Regions from separate parts of the Sus scrofa genome. Here all the other regions are linked to region 2. Evidence: chromatin contacts called from public HiChIP or PLAC-seq data. All regions are on one chromosome and are shown on one strand. The core of a region is the stretch at or near the end of the contact, and the rest is flanking DNA. Distances in the headings are between cores, read along the strand shown. Region 1 overlaps LOC106505661 (a long non-coding RNA gene). Region 2 overlaps ITPR1 (inositol 1,4,5-trisphosphate receptor type 1). Region 3 overlaps LOC106505661 (a long non-coding RNA gene).

Evidence for each region. HiChIP or PLAC-seq counts read pairs in DNA pulled down with a chosen protein or histone mark.
Region 1: an H3K27ac HiChIP or PLAC-seq map of alveolar macrophages shows a contact between it and region 2. The contact joins two enhancer-like sites. A contact is called at or near these places in 1 of 5 promoter capture datasets (liver), 21 of 47 Hi-C or Micro-C datasets (alveolar macrophages, blood, brain and 10 more) and 2 of 2 datasets of contacts at active chromatin or transcription factors (alveolar macrophages and skeletal muscle).
Region 3: a contact with region 2 is called in an H3K27ac HiChIP or PLAC-seq map of skeletal muscle. The contact joins two enhancer-like sites. A contact is called at or near these places in 1 of 47 Hi-C or Micro-C datasets (embryonic fibroblasts) and 2 of 2 datasets of contacts at active chromatin or transcription factors (alveolar macrophages and skeletal muscle).

The regions. Positions count from the first base shown.
Region 1 is chr13:61,438,106-61,441,909 of Sscrofa11.1, forward strand. LOC106505661 (a long non-coding RNA gene) reads right to left here. Exons shown (of 12, transcript XR_002337646.1): 7 at 1-3,804. Among named protein-coding and RNA genes, the nearest start is that of BHLHE40, 88 kb to the right of the region's middle. Within about 2 kb of position 1,321, at least 70 of the 83 cell types and tissues checked have an H3K27ac peak or open chromatin away from gene starts, as enhancers often do. A contact at or near this core is called in alveolar macrophages, brain, fetal skeletal muscle and 4 more, where this site is marked.
Region 2 is chr13:61,279,344-61,283,697 of Sscrofa11.1, forward strand. All of the region lies in intron 39 of ITPR1 (inositol 1,4,5-trisphosphate receptor type 1), which reads left to right. Among named protein-coding and RNA genes, the nearest start is that of ITPR1, 210 kb to the left of the region's middle. Within about 2 kb of position 2,503, at least 43 of the 83 cell types and tissues checked have an H3K27ac peak or open chromatin away from gene starts, as enhancers often do. A contact at or near this core is called in alveolar macrophages, brain, fetal skeletal muscle and 4 more, where this site is marked.
Region 3 is chr13:61,493,673-61,497,637 of Sscrofa11.1, forward strand. All of the region lies in intron 2 of LOC106505661 (a long non-coding RNA gene), which reads right to left. It also overlaps the pseudogene LOC110256278. Among named protein-coding and RNA genes, the nearest start is that of BHLHE40, 32 kb to the right of the region's middle. Within about 2 kb of position 1,554, at least 1 of the 83 cell types and tissues checked has an H3K27ac peak or open chromatin away from gene starts, as enhancers often do. A contact at or near this core is called in skeletal muscle, where this site is marked.

The DNA.
Region 1 (3,804 bases), core at 71-2,570, 160 kb after region 2:
CAAAAAAAGAATTAACAATAGTTTATAAGGACCACCCTAGTGACAATGGAGGTAGGGGTGGGTATTATTGAGACCAGGAAGCTAACACAGTACAGAACACGAATATTTTTCAAGCCTTCAACAGAGAGCCACACTAACAGTTGAACATCTGCTTTTTTGCCAGCTCTCCTGTTGAGTACTGACAAGTTTATTCCAAATTAATCCAGTACACTAATAACTGCCCCAAATGCAGATCAATCAAGTTTCCTTCTTCATCATCAGAACAGGACTTAATGTAAGAGTGAATTCAGAAAAATCAATGTTTCCTAGCCTTTCTAAAACACTACCAACTAAAAAGACGGGGAAAGGAAGCCTGAGGAAGCCTTTTCTAAGGCAAGACAAGGATCAAAGGGAGTGTGCTTAATCAATTAATCATCATATCCCTTTTCCCTAGCCGGTCGGAGAGGAACTGGATTCTGTTCTCCAGCTATGCCCCCTGAGTCGCATGGTCTGTGTTTGCACCTCTGGACCTCCTGGCTGCTCTGAAAGATACCCTTGGCACTGACTGAAGCCTGGAACTCGTGTTGTGAGCCCACCACGTGCCAGGGACGACGCTTGGCACTCCACACTCCCTCGTTACCTGTGAAGCACATTCTGTGCGCTGATGAGGAAGCCGAGGCTGGAGCCCACGCAGGCAGTGCGGCCAAGCCACCAGGAGGGGCGCACTCCGGGCCCTGGCGCTACACCACCGCGGAACTTCCATCTTGCTCAGAGCCGCCACTAGGCACCCGGCTCCCTGAGGGCAAGGGCGTGACTTGGATGCTCAAAAAACTCACTAGGCACGTAGTGGTTGTGACGTGAACTCTTCTTCGCGGCCACTCTCAGGCCACAAGCCCTCTACAAGAGTGGGGAAACCGAGGCCAGGCTAAGTGACGCCAGAGGACTCAAAGCCGGCAGCGGGCAGAGAGGCCTCGAAGGCTGAGGTCTGCGAACTTCAACGTTCTGTCTGGTTTACTCGGCTCTAAGATGCCGCAGACTTTCAGGGAAAGGGGCCTGGGCGCGGACGCTTCCCTCCCGGATCGTTTTCCCGTCAGCAGCCTCGGTCCACAGGAGAAAGCGGCGGCCAGCCCTACTCTACGGCCCCACCCGCCATCAGCTGCAAGGCACCGCGCCAGGAGTACGTTGCCTATTCCCAGGCACTCCCTCCCCCGCCTTCGCTCCCAGCCCCGCTCTGCGCCTGCGCGCAGGGGCCCTTGGGACCGTGGGCCCGTGGGCCAGCTGCTCACGCGGGCCTCCACCTGGCCCTCCACCTGGCCAGGCCAACGCCAATGGCAAGGCGGGACCTCGCTCTCGCCCCGCCCCTCGGGGCCCCGCCCCGTCGAGGGAGAGCTGGAGCCTAGGCTCGCGCCTGCACCTCCCGCCCCGCCGCGGGCTTTGCCGCTCTCTCTGTGCGCGTGCGCGCGGTAGGGGTTTGGATGGGGTCAGAACGCGGTTGAGCTGCTGAGGCCGCGAGTTATTTTGGAAGGCGGGGAGGCGGGGCAGGTCTGGATGGGAGAGGAGGCGTTTCCTCTGAAAAAGAAAAAAGTGGGTGTCGTGGGCTGCACTCAATGCCCTTTTGGCGTCGTCAAAGGGAAGTCAGAACTGCTCCGGATTTTCCCATTTTATGTCTAAATCACTCGAACCCCAACTAAGTCCTTCATGTAAGAACATCAGGGGTTCCTGAAGAGTGGCACACGCTGCAGTAATGATCGTCTCCAGGGCGCTCTGAGCCAAGTTTCATCTCCCAGTAGGAGTAGTAAGCCCAGAGATGAAGTCTCACCTGAGGGCACCCACCGGCAGTAACCTGCTCTAGAGGCTAGTCCAGGGCAGGCCTAGAACTTCACCGATGCTTAGACTACTGCCATTAATTTAACCCAATTATAGGTATTATTTGTACACCGCGAAGTTATATTTGAAATACGAAGTATGTGTGTTATGTCAGTTTTGTGTGTCATACACCAAGGATCCCTCAAGCCACATTTCCCTTGAGGACTAGAAGCTTTTCGTTGTTTCTAACACTAGGAAGAAAGTGTCATAGCCTCTGGTAAGATGGAATGTTACTGATACAGGACTTAAGTGAATATATGTCCCCATTTGTCATATTTGGCAGCAGATAGCTGCGCTTGATTATGAGTTCCCATGGACAGTTTTTTAGGTTGGTATCTGGATGCAAATACTATCCAGATCTGCTACTCTACCCCAAATTTCATTTTCTTGTCCATATAGAATGGGGGAAAGATTAAGGAACAATGGGAATTGAATATATAATGAAAAGCATTACTGACTGGAGATCTTAAATTTCTGGTTCCTCTTTGCCACCCTCTTCCCCAAAGATTTTTAGAACTTGGTAACTGTTCACGGATTGATTTTTAATCACATCTTTCTTCATAACATTTGAAAGAATTTCTTTCCTTCATTTGGCTTTGTGGGGCCTAAACTGAATTTTTGAGGAGATGGAAGCCCTGGAAATAGGCTGTGAGGGGAGACAGTGTGAATTATTAAGGAAACAAGGATAAGAAGATCCTAGTTTATGGAGATAACAGCAAGAGCTGAGAGAAGGGATAAACACCAAAAAATTAATTGGGTAGCAGATCTAGCAGATGGTAATCTATGTTCTAGTTGTAATGATAAGCTACGTTCTTGAGCATAAGGATTTGTATATCACTTATGGTGACCAAAAAAATAAATAAATAAATAAATACCATTTCTTCATTTGTATTTATTGTACAATGAAGAAATACCATTTCTTCATTGTACTTTATTGCCAGAACTCCTGAGAGTTCTGGCAATAAAGTACAAAAGACGTAGGGACGGGGTAAGAGCTTAGTGCCAGAAAGATCTCAGTTTTACTGTTCTACCACATCCCACATGGAAAATTAAGGACTTTGATAAAGGAGTAATTGAACTGGGTAAGGTGCACAAGATTCTGCCTGTATCTGGATGCTGTTGTGGAAATTTCTGAGGCAGATAGAGCCAGTAACGGCTCAACTGCTATGTCTACCTTAGGACAGCAAATGGGAAGGCACCTGATAACTTCCTGAATAATGAGCTCTTTATGGTAGAGACCCTGTGCTCAACCTACCACAGAGCTTATCCTTATACCCAACCTCCCAATTACTGATCAAAGATCTAGTTCTAGGGGACCTTTTGGCAACTTGTAGTTCTCCCGAAATGAAGATTTTTGAGAATACTTGCCGAAGGAATTGCCTATTTCGAAAGTATAAAGTCCATGGTTGAAGATTTTTTAAAAAAACAAAACAAAACAAAAAATCCAGTTCACTTTAGGGTTCTCTCCTTTCAACAGGTTTGGATTGTTCAACACAATGGTTATAGACATATATTCAATTGGCTAAATTATTTTGTCAAATCCTAGTTCCAGGATCCCTACTCCATCTCCTTTCAGAGCTCTTATGCTTCCTTCTCCCTGTAAAAGATAGTATACCTAGCTGTAAAACCCAACAGCATTTTGATTTCCCACCCCCTGAGGCTAAGGAAGAGGAAGAGGTGGAAAGGAAAATAGGTTGTAACAGGAGCAAAGTCCTGAAGATAGAAGAATAGCCTCAGAAGCTGAGATCATGTGATGAGTGATTAGGGGGATGTCACAAGTCTAATTGGCCAGTCCAGAGATAAAGGTTAAACTCAGGCTAACTCAGAAGAGAACAATTGGATAATTCATTAATTGTGTTTCTGTTTACATACCCTCCTGCCCTCACCTTCTAGGCTAATGTAGGTTTTATCTTGATTAGAGGCAAATTTTTGGAACCAGATAGGTTCTCCAGCTTATGG
Region 2 (4,354 bases), core at 1,253-3,752:
TTAACCCTTTCAACTGTAGTGATTTTTGCTGCTTCCTGTTTAGTCTGCCCTCTTCCGGGTTATTTGTGGGGCAGCAACACATCTAATGCTGAATTTTCTTGTTGACACCTCTTGGTATTCATGTTTCTACCTACTGTCGCTGATTTGCACTTTCCCTCTGAAATACTAAGTTCAAGTTTCTCTTTGCCTAAGTACAAATTAAGTCGGGAGAGGAAAACCTTCCCTCATCGGAGTCTGCAGTGTTATTAATATACTGTTTTGCTCCCTAGTAATCATTGGATGTGTTTGCTTGCTCAAGATAGAACTTGGGTCTCCTGGCTAGGAGTTTATTGCTTGCTTATGGAAAGATTCCACAGTTGGAGCAGGTGTGTTTATAATTATACGCTAGGAAATAGAATACTGTCTGTTTATAAAAGAAGAATGTTCTGGCAGCCACTTGGATTCTTTGAAAATTCCCTGAGGAAGCAACTGTGGATCCCCTCCTCGTTGTTACCCCTGGCAACCACCAGAGCCCTGGGACACCAACACTCTGTCCCCAGGCCCTCGGGCTGGTGGATCTGGCCTTCTGAGCAGAGATGCCTGATGGGCCTTTATCATCCATGTCTGTTCGGGAAAAGACCACAGCTACTGAGGTTTCTCTCCCACCAAGCCTTTTGTTTGCATGTACGGGTAGAAACCAGCAGCCCACAACTGTAGTTGTGCAGAAACTCCGTCAAGAATTGCGTGAGAGTCCACTCTGGCCCTGGATATAGGCAAGCTCCCCAACTAAATTGCAAAGCAGCACTTCACACTTGAGACGTTGTGCGGAACCGCCCCTGGGCCAGGGTACGGCACACCTGGAGAGCTGTGAGCCTTTGATTGGGGAAGGACCCCGCCCTTCACTGATAAAGGCCAGTTGGGCATCGCAGGAGAGTGGATATGCAGTGAATGGCTTGGAAGATACAGTGCCTTTTGAGTCTCTGTCAGTCTTTGAGAAAGGAGAGTGAGGTGAGGACAGAATCAGAGTTCCTGCGAGAAAAGTGCATGGTGTGGGGCCTCTCCAGCTGTCTCCTAGAGTGGCATGCCCCTCGAAACCAGGAAGAGGAGGGCTTTCTTTCATTTCTTTATTATTATCATTTTTCACAAATCACGAGGCAGGGTCTCTCTCCTTACTTCCTGATTTCACCTTGTCCTTAGGGGGCAGGAAGAGGACAGGTAATGGGAGAAGGGTAAGGAGCTACTTGCTTAGTGTCTGTTCAGCTTATTCCTGAGTTGGTAGCTTGATGAACTGTTACCTTTGGACACACACAAATCAAGATAGGGAATGTTTCTGTCCCCCCCAACCCTGGAAGGTTCCTGCATCCACCCCTTCTTGGCTTTAAACAGACTCCGATTGATGCTTGAGACATTCATTTCTGTGACTCATGTTTGAGTGCCTGTTCTGTGTTGCTAGGGGATTTGGATACAATGGTGCCCCAAATAGGCAGAGTGTCTGCCCTTCTGGAGTTTATGGTTTTGTGGGGGAGATAGACAATAATACAAATTAATGTTAAATGACAGGCTGTCAATGAGAAATGTAGGAAGCTGAAGTACATGGGGTCATGAGGACATGCAATTTAAGAACTTTTACCTGGGCGAGAAAGGTCATGACAGGTGAGGACAACTGGCAGGTGACCATGGAGCCACTTTTCCTAAACTGTGAAGTTCTGGGCAAACCAAAGGTTTTTTTTCTTTTTCTTTTTTTCTTTTTTGATCTTTTTAGTGCTGCACCTGCGGCATGTGCAGGTTCCCAGGCTAGGGGTCGAATTGCAGCTATTGCCACCGGCCTATGCAACAGCCACAGTCACACTAGATCTGAGCTTGCGTGGTGTAGGTCTGTGACCTACACCATAGCTCACGGCAATGCCAGATCCTTAACCCACTGAGCGAGGCCAGGGATAAAACCTGTGTCATCATGGATTCTAGTTAGATTTGTTTCCACTGATCCACGACAGGAACTCCACAAAAGGGTAATTTTGATAAAGTCCTCTAACTTCAAGATGAGGCAGTGGGTAGAGCAGTGACCTACCTCATTTACATAGATGCCTCTTTGGAGAGGAATGGCGTGTTTAGAAAGTGTGGGCTGTGGCTCAGTGGATGGGCTGCATTTCTACATTTGGGAGATGTGATCCCCATTCAGTCACTGTCACTTCAGACTCTTCAGAGCCATCAGTGTCAGTTTGCAGCTTCAGCCTCTTGCCATTTCAACAAAAAAGCAAGGTTGTCATTTCTACTTGTTAGGGCGGTTGCAGCCTGCCTCTGTCTGCCTTTCTGTCCTTAGCTTCTGCCCCCGGGAGCTACTTCTGCAAGCAAAGGAAAGCCACCGCCAGTAAAATTTAGGGGGAAGAAAACAGAAGAGAAATGGGAGAATTATTAAATTTCACCTTCAGGGGGCGTTCTCATGACGTCCAACCCAGGGTGGAGGTGTCCTACTTTTTTACATTGCTGTGAACTGCTGGGTTGGGCACCTGCCAGCATTCAGGCAGCAGTTACATAAGAGCTGCTTTTTTTCCTGGAATTTAGGCTCACTGCTGATGTGTGACCTTCAGCAGTAATTGCCAATAAATGCAGCAGGGCTGTTTACTGTTAGACACTGGCAACCAGAGAGCAACCAAGCTCAACTCGGAGCACACAGAAGCTATTGCAGAATCTGGGGAAGTTTTTTTTTTTTTTTTCTTCCTTTTTCTTTCTTTTTCTTCTTCTTCTTTTTTTAATGTTGAGATGATTCCATCATGACTGAAGTTGTATAATTTAATCAAGTCAGAATGCATTTTTGAAAAATGAATTTCTCTTCTGACTGCTGATGAACTTTTCCTATAAAATATAGATGAAACTGCATCACTGGAACTAAAATATTTCTTCCTTTGTTTCTAAAAACAAATGCCATAGTAAAGGACATTGGGTTATTATCAAATGGAAAGATTTTAAATTTTTCTACTAAAATGCTAGGTAAGTTCCATTTTAGCTCAGTTTTCTTGCAAGCGTTCTGTTTTCTTAATGTGGCTTTTCAAAGGCTCAAGAAAGACAGGACCCAGCAAACATATTTGCAAGGCCATTCGCTATTTGCTTGTTTATTTTTTCCCTCCTCTGAGATTGAGTGGGTGAAAGGAACTGAAGGCTGATTCATGGGGGTTGGAGATTATAAATTCTCTTTGATGGGCTGATAATTAGATCTATAATACAGCTGCATTTATTGAACTGTATTCAGCCTCTGCTAGGGTTGGTTCATGGATGGAGACAGCTTATTTCAAAGGAAAATTTTAGAAGCCCAGGGATAATAGGGTTCATGTTAGTGGCAGCAGAAAACAGAAGGTATTTCTATGGCTGTGCTCTGTGCTGGCCTGTAATAGACACACATGAAACTGATGTATATATGTATGTGTGTACAGCATGTATGTGAGCATGTGCTGCTGTGCACATGCCATAAATAATAACCCTAGGAAGTCTCTGGGTTTCTTTTTATTTAAGAAGGACAATATATAATGTCCTTCATTTATGCAGAAGTACATCCCTGGATAAAATGTTAGGAACATTATGTATAAAAAGCGATCATTTCAGGGTCTTATCTGCCCAGATCTAGTTACTACTCCAGTGCTGTGGTTATGATGACCTAATTCATGGCCTCATCTGGGAAGGACACTCGGGATCCTTTTCGTTGAAATTCATTTTGAGTTTTTATTTCAAAGCCCATCATTTGAAATCTTTTCCCTATGAAGTCTGATTTTGCTGACCTTGACTAAAAGCCCTGGGAAGACTTAAGATCTAAGAAGAAACGTGGAGAGGCAGTAGGGAGCAATTGTTGGTTTCCAAGTTCAAAACCAGGCAACATCACATCATTGCCAGTCACTGTTGGTTTAGGGAGACTTCACCTTGACTGGAGGCATCAGACTCTGAATATAGTGTCTGGTACTGGGATGAAGGCAGTACAAGAAAAGACTTGTGAAATCCAAACATACTCATTTTCTCAAAATATTCTCCCTTAATGTGTGGTCATTGAGGATGACCTTCTGTGTGGAAAAAAATTAATTTTGATTATAAAAATGTGTTGAGAAAATCAGTTCATTCATTTACCAAACATTACCTTTTACTTTGTGTAGCATGGATTATATTTATGTAGCTGGTATCCTGTTTGAACATAGATAGCTTATTAATAGGCTTATATTTTTCAAAATTGTGGCTTTCTGCCATAAAAGCACCTACCCACATGGCAATAGAGCTGAAATCCTCTTAGGAGGGAGTGCTAGCAAAGGCTGTTGGTTATTTTACCAAATTCTGTGCCAGGCTTGATTTGGCCTTTTCCGTCCTGGAAATCATTTTAGGTCCTATTGGGTTGTGT
Region 3 (3,965 bases), core at 304-2,803, 210 kb after region 2:
GTGTTTCTTTCCAGTCAGTCTTCCCACCCCCTCCAAAAGCAAACTCATTTTCATTTCTATCACCATAGATTAGTTTTGCTTATTCTTGGAATTTGTATAAATGGAATATATAGTATGTGTATCTCTTTTGTGGGTGTGTCTAATTTTTTTGCTCAACTGAATTTTTTTTGGTTCATTCATTAATCTATATTGAGCATTAGCTCATTTCTGTTTATTATTGAGTAGAATTCCTTGCTATGGATATAACACAATGTTTGCAAAATTAAATTTTATCTTCTGTATGGTTTCTTGCTGTTGAAGAATGGAGTTGAAAACATGGAAAGACAGAAGAACAGAATGAATCCTTGACTGAGTGGTATTAGAGCTATGAGCATGAACTCATAGCTTTTAATATGTGTAGATAGATGTAGAAATAACTACAGATATGTGTGGGTATATGTATGTATGTGCATGTATATACATACATGTATTCCCTGGCTCTGACAGTGTGGGAGGAGTGTCATTCCAACAGTAGCAAGTATACCTACCACCTGTACCTTGGTTTCTAAATATCATCTTTCGTGAAGAAGGATCAGGGCCTTTTGGAGGAAAGGCTGATTCCAGGACTGAGGCAGAGAAAGTACAAGTTTTGAAACATCTTCTGTCAGACAGTAGGACGCTCTCAAAAACTGATATAGCTATCTCAAAAGGACAGAGGGGGTGGTGTGAAAGAACTTTCACCTGCCAAGTTTCAGACAATATGAGCATTAAAGTGCATAAAAACAAGGAATGGGTTATAACACATTCAATTTTTTAAAAATCCACAAGTCCCTATTGCTATTAAAAGCAAAAATTAAAGTTCAGTGGAGGGAAAGTTTTTTGAAAAATAGAGTAATTCCAAGTAATAAACGTAGGACAAAATGATAGAAATGGAAAAATCATCATATTATTTCTTTTTCCTTTTTCTTTATTTTTTTTTAATGGCCACACCTGCAGCATGTGGAAGTTCCCAAGCTAGGGGTCAAATGAGAGGTGCTGCTGCCAGCCTATGCCACAACCACAGCAACACCAGATCCGAGCCACAGCTGTGACCTACACTGCAGTCTGCGTGATACCAGATCCTTAGCCCAATGAGCAAGGCCAGGGATGAAACCAGCATCCTCACAGACATCATGTCAGGGTTCTTAACCCACTGGACCACACAGGGAACTCCCAAATCACCATTTTATAATCACCAGAGGAATAACTTATTTGGACAAAATCACCATGGGGGAAAGGCTGCTGGAAAACAGGACATTCACATGATCTTATGTGAATTTCTTATTAACTATACAGGGGAAATGTACTGTGATAATAGTGGACTCAGTAGGCACCATGTTAACCAAGGGATCAGAATAAACACTGCCAATAATTGCGCACACCAATAACATGTCCCCAAGGGGATGCACTGAGAAGTACATAGTATTCCATCCAAAAATGTTGAATCTCATCATAAGAAAAGAATCAGAGAGTTCCAAATTAAGGGACGTTTGGCAACCAGAGCTTGGGCTCCAAAAATATCAATGGCATGAAAGAGGAGACTAAAGAAATAAGACAACCAAATGTCATGTGTCATCCCTGACTGAGTCCCAGAAGAGCAGGGGAAAAAATCACTTTAAAGAACATGGTCGAGGGGCTCGGAAGGGAAGTCCCAAGACAAATGAGTCCCACCGCCCCTTGTCCAAGTTGCTCGCTGGGCTGCACCAGCAGAGGGACTCACAATGTCGGGGATCACCCTCAGTAGACTCGCCCAGGAGAGGAAAGCTTGGAGGAAAGACCACCCATTTGGTTTCATGGCTGCCCCTACAAAAAACCCCCAGGGCACAATGAACCTCATGAACTGGGAAAGCGCCATTCCTGGGAAGAAGGGGACTCTGTGGGAGGGAGGCTTGTTTAAACTACGGGTGCTGTTCAAAGATGAATGTCCATCCTCACCATCGAAATGCAAGTTCAAGCCGTCCTTACTTCACCCAAACCTGTACTCTTAAGGCTGGGTGTGCCTGTCCATCCTGGAGAACAAGGACTGGAGGCCAGCATCATGATTAAGCAGATCTTTTTAGGAATAAGGGAACTTCTAAATGAACCAAATACCCAAACTCCAGCTCAAGCAGAGGCCTACATGATCTACTGTCAAGACAGAGTGGAATACAAGAAAAGGTTCGAGTACAAGCCAAGAAGTTTGCTCTCTCATAAGAAGCGACCTTGTAGCATCATAAAAAAGAAGGGATTGGCTTGGCAAGAATGTGTTTGCAACATTTTTGCAAATCTAACATTCCTGCAATTCCTGGTCCCCTGGGGAGGGTTCCACGGGCGCCATTTTCCATTTCCGCCATGGGTACAGTCTCCACTCGCTGAATGGTCTAGTTTTTCATACAGGGTCTCTTCCTTCAGTCTTTTGTAATTTTGATTATTATGTAAAACTTGCTTTTATTTTAATATTGACATCAGAATTTCAACTGCTGTAACATCATAAACTTTTATACTTGAATGAGTCCCAAGGAGCTAGTCCCCTTTGCTCACAGATGCGGGCATGTTCCACGACGTCTAGAGCTGCACTTAGCCTCCAGCCGACTGCCTGAAACAGAAAATCAGACCTGCCCCAGCTGCCTCCTCCCTCCCAGAGCCTGGGTCTCAGATCCACAGTCAGCCAGCATCTCGTTGCTGCATCACTTCCTTTGTGTTTATATGATGTTTGTCTGTATTGCTGTTTAGAGTAAATAAACTGATTATATTTTAAAAAATAAAGAACATGGTTGAGGTACTTGGGTAAATTTGAATATGGACTACATGTTAAATAATATTATTGCATCCATGTCAAATTTGTTGAGTATAGTAATTAAATTGTGCTTATGTAGGAAAATGTTTCTGTTCTCTGGAGGCATAAGCTGAAGTACTTATGGGTGAAGTGTCATAGTACCTTCAACTAACTCTTAACTGGTTTAGAGGGGGGAAAAGGAAATATTGACAGCTTTTTCTGTGTGTCTATATCTTTCCATATGTATGTGTAAAGAGAAAAAAAGAGGAAGTGGCAAAATGATAACAATTGTTGAATTTGAAAGAAAATAAGTGTTATTTGTACCATTTTTTTAACTTTTCTGTAAGTTCAAAATAAAATTGGGGGAAAAGTCATTTTTATATTAAATGGATACAATCACAATTTTTTGTTCTTTAAAAAGATTAATCAATTTATTATTATTATTATTATTTTGCCCATAGTGTGCAGCAGCTTAATGTGGGATTTCATTTCCCAGACCAGGGATCAAACTCAGTCCACAACAGTGAAAGCACTGCATTCTAACCACTAGACGATCAGGGAGCTCTGCACAATATTTTTTTCATTTGAAACAGGAGACTTCCAAAAGATGCTTAGAGTAACTGTGCTTGCTTTCGGCTATGACCCTAGACCTGCCCCCTCCAGGAAATAAAAGGTGTCTTTGCGGTTACTTCAAGCTGAAAAGTCCTTCAATGGGGAGGTTTAAGGAGCTTGACCAGGGTGATGGGTGCATCGCTTTGGGGCTGGCTGGATGCCTCAGTTCATGAGAGGTGGTCAAGGTTGTGGCTGGGGGTGGTCATGTGTTTTATTTCCATAGCCACCCCTTCCTTTTCTTCCAGCAGTAGCTGCAAATCCTTCCAGGAACTGATTCCCACTCCAAATGCCTGTTGGAGTTGCCAATCATGGGGCCCTGTCCACTGGCCAAAGGATGATTAAGTAATCCAAGACTCGCCAAAATGTACCCCAGCATTATGGCCACAGAGACTAGCCCAGGGGTGGGTATGTGCCCTAAGCTGGACCTTTCAGACTCCTATCCTGATATTTTATTAACAGATGCTCTGGGTTCCTTTGGACAGGATAATGTAAATCTGGAGCTGTCTCTAGCCAGCAAGCTATGGTGCTCAGGAGCTGTGCTGTCTCACAGGGCGAGCTGCTGGCAAATGGAAAGAGTCAG